Regions from separate parts of the Mus musculus genome. Here region 1 is linked to region 2. The links are chromatin contacts, called in public Hi-C maps. All regions are on one chromosome and are shown on one strand. The core of a region is the stretch at or near the end of the contact, and the rest is flanking DNA. Distances in the headings are between cores, read along the strand shown. Region 1 has its middle 15 kb from the start of Tmem98. Region 2 overlaps Myo1d (myosin ID).

Region 1 (4,906 bases), core at 940-3,439, 84 kb before region 2:
CAGCTGCCTCTCAGCTGTGCATCTTTGGCCCACTCCTATCTATTCAACGACTCCACCTGCATCTTTCACAGGTATTTAAACATTAATAGGTCCAGGATGGAATATTCCATTCCTCACTCTCCTGGAAAGCCTGTTCTTCATGTAGCCGACTCTCTCTCTAGAGGGGACCACGGTCAGCCGCACTGATCACGCCCCACACACAGAAATCCGTACCTCATCCTTCACTGCCCCCATGCACACCGAGAGCAAAGCTACTTGTTTTTAGCTCCAACATCCATTTCCCTTCCTCCCTGACCTCTGACCCCTGGGCAACCCCACAGAGGTCCTGGCTAGCACCACTGCTCAACCAAAGAAATGAGAAACAGTTTAAACTCATCTTTCCTGTCCCCTCACACTCTTCATCCATTCTCAACACTCCAGCCACAACGGTCTATGAGAAATTAGGTCCGTGGTGAGCGCATGCTGTTAGACTGAGTACGCAGGCACACACAAACCTCTGAGGAGTACGGGATAGTTTATCGCAGGTCGAGAGTCAACTAAAATACAAAGCCAAACCAGAAAGCCAAAGATGTCAGTTCCCTGAGTAAAATTCCTCGGCAGCTCCTCTCTGTATTTAGGAGAAAAAGCACACCCTGGAGGCTCTGTCCTGGCCTTTTCCTCCAGCCTGTCTCCCACCAAGCTTCCTCCTTGCTTACTGGAGCAGCTGCTCTGGCTTCACTTTAAAAGGCCAAGAGCCATCCTGCCTCCCTGCCTGGGAACCTTCGCTCAGGAGGTTTTCTCATCCCTTCCGGTACTAGCACCTTCTCCTTCTTCCCACCGAGCATCCTGTGTGACCCCATGTGTCCTGTGTATGCATTAGCATACTATTATAATTGTTTTGCTTTCTCCACAGTTGAGACTAGCTTTTACCTTCTCATACATTGCTCTTCTATGTAAGTGCCACCTCGACAACCAATGCCACCAGTCTGAGCAAAACACCCCGTCCTTTCTAAAATTCCTATGTATCATGGTAGAGATGCTTAAATACCCATCCTTCTCTTCCCCCAGGAGTCTAAATGGTGTTCCTTTAGACACTCCTAAGGGCTCCAACAGGAGATCTACTGAATTATAGTAAAAAGGAAGATTGTGGCAAAAGACAGAGTTTGGGGGAGGGGTTCTAGGACAATAGGCCACAAGCCTAGAAAGCAGCGGTCTTCACTACACCACACCACAAGCCCCCGGGGAGACTCTTTCCAGTCTAGTGATCCTATCCTTGGATTCAACCCAGTAAAGGTCTTCTCCCCACCCCACCCCCAGTGATTGCCACTGGTCCAGGGAACTAGTTTCCACCCCCATGTCTAGAGCAAGGTGGTGGGACTCCCTGTTTTCCACTGAAGTGTAAACTCAAAGAAAAAAGAAAGAAAGAGAGAAGAAGAAGAAGAAAAGAAAAAAGAGTGGGCTACCTCAAAGCAGCTGAGAAACACAGAAATTAAAAAGCCATAGTTGAGCCACTGTGCACGGGTGTGTTTAAATGATTTTACAATAGACAACAAGGGCTAGGCACGGGCACCTGAGGACGAGTGAGCAGCATATAAATTCCCAATACTACAGGTGTTTTTTTCAGATACTTATCCTCCAGCCCAGCCCTCAGACATAGCCAAGGTGTTGTTGTTGTTGTTGTTGTTGTTGGTGGTGGTGGTGGTGGTGGTGGTTTGGATTGGTTTGGTTTGGTTTGGTTTGGTTTGGTTTGGTTTGGTTTGGTTTGGACAACCGTGGTCACTTCAACTTCAGGGCCATTCAGGGCAACCACATTTACTCAAAAGCTCTTCTGAAGCTGGGTGTGGTGGCGCACGCCTTTAATCCCAACACTCAGGAGGCAGAGGCAGGCAGATTTCCGAGTTCAAGGCTAGCCTGGTCTACAGAGTGAGTTCCAGGACAGCCAGGGCTATACAGAGAAACCCTGTCTCGAATTTAAAAAAAAAAAAAAAGCTCTTCTGAAGTTGTACAAAGATGCTCTAAATGCCTTCAGACTCCTCCAGTCCAGGTCCCAATTATCCAGGCAGCCCAGTACATCCAAGATCCTGGAGTACCCACTGAAGCTGGGTTGCTTTAGGAGAGAAATGGCATGGGGGTGAGACAGACGCAGAACGACTCAAACCACCCAAAAGGACAACAAGGTGGAGGCCTCCTGAGAAAAGGAAGAGGTGGGGAGAGAAAGAGCCTGCCACTGAGGAGAACAATTAACCCCACCCCTGTTTTGAAGATATAGACACAACTCTGGTTGCTTCAACTTTCATACCTGGGCTTTTCCAAAGAGAAGCAGAGTTAACATCTGACACCTCCAAAGACAAAGACGACTACTTTTTTGTTTAGAGAACACTTTGCACTTTATATTTTGTGTTTGGGGACATTTTACTTTAACGTTTCTCGGTTGCCAGCCAACTTTTCTTCTGAAACTTCCTTGTAAGTTTCACGGCCTTGGTCTGCAGCCAAGTGGGAAACTGTTCTTCCTCCGCTGGATTTCGCTGTTTCCCTCCCTCCCTCACCAACTCCACTTTCAATCCTGCCTGTCCTTTAGCGCTTCCTGCTTGAGTGCCACCTCGGGTTATTGTGTCCCACTTGCCTTATGGTGTCCCTACATCCACTGAGGTCACCTCACTCTGTTCCTGGAGCCTGTAATACTTGTGTTGTAAATATGACTTACATCTTCTCACTCTCAGTTTTTCTCTTCTCTTCTCTTCTCTTCTCTTCTCTTCTCTTCTCTTCTCTTCTCTTCTCTTCTCTTTCTTTCTTTCTATGAAAAAAGCCTGGAAGCAGCATTTAGAGAATCCCCTCATACTAATAATTTAAAATAATTTCTCAACCCTCCTTCATACTGACAGATCAAAACTCATATGCAAAAGAGACCTCATGGTTTCTCGTTTTCTTTTTTTATTAATTGTTCCAATCTTTTAATCTTAATGTTAAAATTTTTAAAATATATATGGAGTGTGTATGCATGTGCGTGTGTGTGTGTGTGTGTGTGTGTGTGTATGCCTTTCTGATTTTATATATACCACATGCATTCAGGAGCCCTTGGGGACCAGAAGAGGTCATCAGAACCCAAGAACTATCATTACAGGTGAAAATGAGCCACCATGTTAGTGCTAGGACCTGAACTCTGGTCTTCTTCATGAACTGTAAGTGCTCTTAACCTCTGAGTCATGTGCCCAACCCCTTAAAAGTGTTTTTAAAATTGCATTCATTTATTTATGGGGGATCTGAGGACAACCTTCATCCACCAATTCTCTCCTACCACATGGGTCCTAGGGTTTGAATTCAGGTCATATATTGGCAGGGAAACACCTTTACCCATTGAGCCATCCTACCAGCCCAGTTTCTCATTTTCAACTTGACTGACTGCATTTAGAGTCACCATGGAAACATACCTCTGAGTAGATCTAGAAAGGTATTTCTAGAAATACTTAGCTGAGGGAAGGCCAGCCCTGACTATTCAGGGGGTCCGGTCTGAATGAAAAGAAGAGTCATGCAGACATATCTTTCTCTATCTTGTGACTCTGGACTCATTGTAATCAGCTGCCTCAAGCTCCAGACACCATGGTTAGAGCCACCCCATTATCACCATGCCCTTCCTGGACACGAAGGCCTATCCCCTCAAACGGTGAACTGACATACGCCCTCCTAATATAGTTTGTATCTGAGTTCACATTGACCTATACATTATCTTTTTTAATTCTCATACCACCTAAAGAGGCTAGCCCCAGGCTCAGAACCAAGTCTTTAGAGATATGAGGTGTGCCAGACCCACACATTTACAAATAGGCCAAGGCTCCTTATTATATGGGAAAGTGATGGCAATGCCCAGGAAACTCTTAATACATAGAAGGCCTTAATACATACAAGGCCTTTCCAGCCTTGTGCAGGCCTGTTGGCCTTGATTCACACCCGGGGAGCAGTATGCCCTCTGAGAGACAGTTGGCAGTCTGGGGCCATTTTTGGTTGTCATTCTGGGATAGAAGATACTACTGGCAACTAGTGAGTAGAGGGTACAGATGCAGCTAAACCATCCCACACAACACAAAGCTTCCTTGTCCCTACATGGCCACAGCACTGTACAGACAAACCCTGCTCCACACATCATATGCCTTCTCTCTCCCAACCTTCACTTTATTCTCTTTTTCTAGGATAAGCAACATACTTCAAATGACATTACTGGACTGTTCATTAGACAAGATATTTAGGGGTGTGTGTGTGTCTGTGTGTGTGTGTGTGTGTGTGTGTGCTGAAGAAGTACAGGCAAGGAATGTATGTACTACTGAGCTACATTTCCAACCCTTCAATACAGGACCATGATACAATGACACTAGTAAGTCTCCAACTTTACTGGCCATAAAGAAGTAAAATTCAAAACTCAAACTCTAGCCCATCTTTCATAGAACATTCTTTTGTGAGTTCCCCATTGCTTGAAGGGGAAGGAATGCACAAGGTAACTCTGCTATGGAAGATAATTTGGAGCATCATGGGATGTTGGGCAACATCCGTTCTCTCTACCCAGAGGATGTCAATTGCATCATCCCTCCCAGAATAACAACCAAGAGTGTCCCCAGGCATAGGTAAGTAATCCTTGGAGGACAGCATTGCTCCCAATAGTGAACTGCTGCTACCAGGCCTTCCCTATTTTGTGTTTCCCGGTGGGTGAGGTTGGATGGGAAGGAGGGAGAAACGGAAACGCCTGCCCAGCTAAGGAATATTCTGACTAGACAGCATCATTTGGTGAAAGTCTGGTCTCTTCAGCGTTTCAGCCCACACTGGACTGTAGGAAAGGGAGACGGCATTTAAGAATCAGCTTACAGATTGCCTGTGGATGGATGGAAGAGAGAGATGCTAGGGACTCAGGTGTTTGTGGCTGCTGCCAGCAGAAAGCTAG
Region 2 (5,107 bases), core at 431-2,930:
AATGCCCCAAATTGGGTGGAGTTTTTTGGTTTTTGTTTGTTTGTTTGTTTGTTTGTTTTCGAGGCAGGGTTTCTCTGTATAGCCCTGGCTGTCCTGGAACTCACTTTGTAGACCAGGCTGGCCTCGAACTCAGAAATCCACCTGCCTCTGCCTCCCGAGTGCTGGGACTAAAAGCGTGTACCACCATGCCCGGCTAAATTGGGTGTTTTATAGACAACTAAAATTTACCCTGAAGGACTCTGGAAGCTAGAAAGTTTAGGATCAAGACCAAGATCTAGATCAAGTAGGCTCAGTATCTCTTTAAGACCTGCCCCCTTGAAGAAGCTGACCTCTTGCTGTGTCTTCACATGGGCCTCACTTCCTCAGGGCTCTTTTCCCATTCCCAGGGGAACACTCATAGCCTACTCACTTCCCCAGGTGAAATACCTTTGCACTGCAGGTTGTGTTTTCCTGTTTGAATCCAGGGGTATACATTCAGTGCAGGCATCTAACTTAGCTAATAATATTACAGTAATATGCAGAGACACTGATTAACAGTGACTATAAGCATAACAAACAATCATTGCAAATAGAATGCTTATGATGTCTGATATGTATGTTTTTGAGCCAGAGTTGCCACTGTACCCTTAAATATTATTCTTTGTAACCTGGTGCTACTGTACACGGCTAATTACTAGGTCTACACCACTTCCTCATGCAGTCTCAGCCTGTGTGTGAGAGAATCCTAACTGATCTGTACTTTGTTGAACAATGTAAGTCCACTAAATCTCACCCTTGGCTATCATTGCAATGTTAAATTGTGTACAGTTCTGTAAACATTGTCCTTTCGCTTCACAGACCAAGTGACAGCTTCAGACACAACACCTGAAGTAATGCTGTTTTAATAGCAATTGCAGAACGTACTGTAAACAAATGTAGAAACACTAGCTTAAAAGAGCAGTGGAAGAACTTTGTGAGACACTTAATTGGCAGATAAGCTAGAGGCAGTAATTGTCCTGAAAGGCCAGTGGAGGAGGGAAATGACTTAAGGCCAACAGAACCAAGAAAACCCTTATGGAAAAGACTTTAAAGTGTTACAAAAACACTTTTTAAAAGTGTTTAAAAATATAAGTTGAATCAATTGTATTAGTAACTGTATTTTTGAGTAAACAGTAGTCGTAGTAGCTAGTACGCAATGTATAAATGCAAGTATTGCTACACGAATCTGATAGTCGGCCTTGGAATGCAAAGCCTTGTCTTCTTTTTAAAGATTTATTTTCATCATAATTGTGTTTCTGTGTATTGGGCTGTGGTGGGTGGGTATGTGCACTTGAGAGTCCAGGATCCCCTGGACTGAATCTCTGGGAAGCCATGGGACCTAGCGTAAGTGCTGGGAACTGAACTCAAGTCCTCTTCAGAAGCACAAAGTCCTCTTAACTGCTGAACCATCTCTCCAGTGCCTTGTTTTCTTATCTTTAAAACAAACAAACAAACAAAAAAAACCCCAGACCCAAAAGTCTTTGTTCTTTTGAACCATTACAAACTTCTTAGTAATTACTTTGAAACAGATTCTTTATAAGCAGGAATCGCCTGGAAGGTTCCTTTAAGAGCTCTGTTTTGCAGATGTTGTTTTGCTGTGTGAACTCCATCAGTCACAGCAGCAGAGTGTCGTCATCGCTGTTGCATCACTTCCTTTGCAGGAGAATTGACTCAGGATCCTTGGGGCAGGGTCATTTTCTCATTGTTTTGCACACTGTGTATCACCTATTTACGCGTGGAACTCAGATGAGTCACAGCCACGAATTAAATGGGGACTGTTATTACACCTGTTAGCTGTGGTGTGCTGGCCTGTATGCAAGCTGGCCTTCTTTCCCTTAAGCCAGCTTTCTATTATTTAAACTTCAGTTTCAGTTTCAGACCAAATAATATCCCTTTAAAAGATACATGCTTTCAGCTTCTCTTTAAAAAATCAGAATTTCTGGCACAACTCATGTGTTTTAGAATAAGAGCCATCTGCCAGTAAACCTTGCTGCTTCCTTCCTGCAGGGAACATGCTGGTCCAGGTCTCCACCATGCCCCACATGACATACTTCCTGTCTCTCACTTACCTGTCTGACTCTCCCAGGTATCTCTGCTTGATAATTAGATTAACATGTAATAATATGATATACCCAACAATTAAAAAGCAAGCAAAACCAAAACATTTGGGGTTTGCAATACCTGTTATCTTTTGTAACTAGAACTATGCATCATTTGAAGAATACCATGATATATAAATTCTATTGTTGAAGTCAATTAGTCTATTTTTGCAATATATTATAATGATTTTTATTTGTGCTTATATGGATGTGTACACAAATATGTGATAGCAGTGTTCATGAAAACACAATGGGCAGAATCATCAGAGTGAAGAATACTTGGGAATTTATTTCTTAAAGTTTTTCTTACAGGTTTTAAGTTTGAGATTTTATAAATGTGAAAGTTGTTTTTTTTTTAAACTCAAAGCTAACTCCTGACACAGATTATCAACAATGAGAAAGACTTTTCTTCTCTAAATGATCTTTTTATATTTTAAACAGAATTTGAGGAAAGGAACAATACCAGACTACTTGATTACCGTGTTTTTCCCCCAGGAAAAAGTATTTTCCAATACCTTATACTAAGAATAAAGTTTAGGGATAGTCAGGAAAACCAGAGGACAGAGGAGAGGAATGGAGAAGGGACCACAAACCTGCAATGCAGGTGGCTGTTAGGACCTAGGAAAGGCAGGATGGATGTTATCATGCAGCCTTGATAAGTAGCGCAGGCACTGCTAACACTTGGTTTTGAACTTTTGACCCCAGCATTGTAAGAATAGAGAATTGCGTTGCTCATTTAAAACTTTGAGAAATATTTTTCTGTGCACAACAACTGAAACCATTTGTGTCTGCCTCCAGTTATTAGTACACCGTTCTAGTACACAGCGGAAGAAGGACCTTATTAGCAAAGTCTGTATGGGAGGGATGCAGAGGTACCCACATATTAGATGTTTAACAAGTGACCAGACTGTCCACAGGACAGAAGCTGTTTCTTTACATATGATGACCAGCATTGCCTGTTCACTGCTGTTTAGTCTTACTCCCTTATAATCAGTGCTTGTGTGTGTCCTTTAAGGTTACTCAGCATAAAGTCTATAGACCATACTCACAAGACTGAGAACAAAAATTAATAGAGCTATGGATGGGTGTAGCTTAGTGGAAATAAGGACCTGAGTGGTAGGTGTGATTGTCCTTGGCATGTTACTACCCTTAGGCTCCTCATCAAACAGAACTGGAGAATGGGCAGGGTGTATTCATGCATGGTCAGCTTTCTTTGTCTGTGGGTAGATTCAACCAACTGCAAATGGAAAATATTTGAAAAATAAGATGGCTCAGAAAGCGCCAAAATACAAAACTTGAGTTTATAGTGTATCATACCGAACCTATGCAAATGAAGTGGTTGTTGGCATTATATTAGTTATTATAAGTAATATAAAGATGACTTAAGGTATATGGAAACATATTCATTGGCTATGCATTACATATACCATTTTGTATAAGAATGTGAGCATCTTTGAATTCGGATATCCAGTGTTTTTGGAGGTCCTCTGAATATCATGAGATCATGAGATGTTTGTCTACATTAAACATCTAGTAGCATCTCACATTTCATTCCAGTATCATATGAATTCTTTACTCTCCCATGTCTGTAATTTTCTTCTGCAGTATGGAGTAACAAAGCCTGGCTTCCATTATCCTCAACATTTTCTTTACTCAGTCTTCCTTTATGTAACTAATTTCCCCAGCATGCATACAGACCACAGCCTAGACCCTGGGCCTGCTGGACACCCCAGTGCAGTGATGGAATCCTCACTCTGGCCTCGCCACATACGCAGTGAGCCAGCCGAATTCTCAGCCTGGCTCTGCCAGATACACTGGCCAAACCCTTGACTTTTTAAACTTAGAGGAATTATATAAGCAAAAACTTAAGACAGACTATTTCCTGAGCTTTAAAAATAAGGATGCTAAAACTTTTAGTCATTCAGTCGTTGTCTAGTTTTAATTGTTATTCACAGAGGCTGGTAGGACTTGTTTAAAGATTTGAAACTAATGCTATTTATATGTAGTCCTGCACTCTCCCTTTGTGTAATGTCGTGTTAATAGGCATTAAAGATGCCGGCCATGGCTTTGGTGAGCAAGGTTGAGTTTTCCTCTTAGCTCAGAAAGCTCCTGTACAAGGGCACTGCAACAAAAAGCTAACGCTGTATAGTATTTGTCTTCAGCTGGCTGCTGACCCACCTACAGAAATCCCTTCCTCAATTTAACCTAACAATAAAAAAGATTTGATTTCCTCTAGAAGAACTAAGAAAAAGTGGGAGAAATTATTTGTTTTTTCCATTTCCTGGTCTATTTGATCTGTTTTTAGTTTGACTCTTTTCTTTGCCACCACATTCTTGCTCTCTTAGTTTGCTTCCTGATGTCTGCTCTTCCCGAGTATAGAAAACTCTTGGTTGTTTTCATAAGTAGAGATGGGACAGCTGGTAAAGCCAAGGACTAGATGGTCCAAATCATGTTTGCCTCTGTGTTGATTTCAGCAGTCTGAATAGAGGCCCATTTACTATGTCAAGGTAGTCATGAATCTCTCCATGGCTTCAGGTCTCTGCTCTGTGGGTCCCTGGCTCTCAATGCAGGCACTAGGAAAAGTAAGTACAACAGCCTATCTGGCTCTCCCCTGCTCTAAGGAAACTTAGTTCTGATATAGGAGCAAAGCTGTGTAACTTACCTCAAATATCATTTAAAGATGGAAACTCTTTGCACAGTAGTGATGGTAATGTCTTTTATCTTTTATATATTCTTTAATCCTCTGCGAATTTAGCTCTCTTCTCTTTACCTGCAAAACTTTATTCCCAAATGCTCAGTCATTATGCAGAGGCCCCAAGGAACAGCTATTAATATTTCAGCCGGGGGTACTACCTAGCATTCTGATTTCCTAAGGGCTGCTGACATCAAAGGAATTGCACTGGCATACAGTGAGCACTGTGAGGTTCCATGTATCCCATGGACATACCCGGCACGGAAACACTGTATATGCTTCAGCCTGACCTCCCTCC

Evidence for each region. Hi-C and Micro-C count contacts between places; a contact is called where the count stands out from the background.
Region 1: a contact with region 2 is called in a Hi-C map of uterus, with 2.8 times the contacts expected there. The contact joins two enhancer-like sites. A contact is called at or near these places in 9 of 39 promoter capture datasets (the 3T3-L1 cell line, 3T3-L1-derived adipocytes, the C10 cell line and 6 more), 16 of 484 Hi-C or Micro-C datasets (the 3T3-L1 cell line, 3T3-L1-derived adipocytes, 8-cell embryo and 10 more), 6 of 115 datasets of contacts at active chromatin or transcription factors (Th2 cells, embryonic stem cells, extraembryonic endoderm stem cells and 3 more) and 5 of 9 other capture datasets (adipose tissue, embryonic stem cells, liver and 2 more).

Annotation. Positions count from the first base shown.
Region 1 is chr11:80,793,199-80,798,104 of GRCm38.p6, reverse strand. No RefSeq gene overlaps it. Among named protein-coding and RNA genes, the nearest start is that of Tmem98, 15 kb to the left of the region's middle. Within about 2 kb of position 2,189, at least 5 of the 459 cell types and tissues checked have an H3K27ac peak or open chromatin away from gene starts, as enhancers often do. A contact at or near this core is called in uterus, where this site is marked.
Region 2 is chr11:80,708,149-80,713,255 of GRCm38.p6, reverse strand. The region is part of intron 1 of Myo1d (myosin ID); the gene reads left to right. Among named protein-coding and RNA genes, the nearest start is that of Gm31042, 13 kb to the left of the region's middle. Within about 2 kb of position 1,680, at least 42 of the 459 cell types and tissues checked have an H3K27ac peak or open chromatin away from gene starts, as enhancers often do. A contact at or near this core is called in uterus, where this site is marked.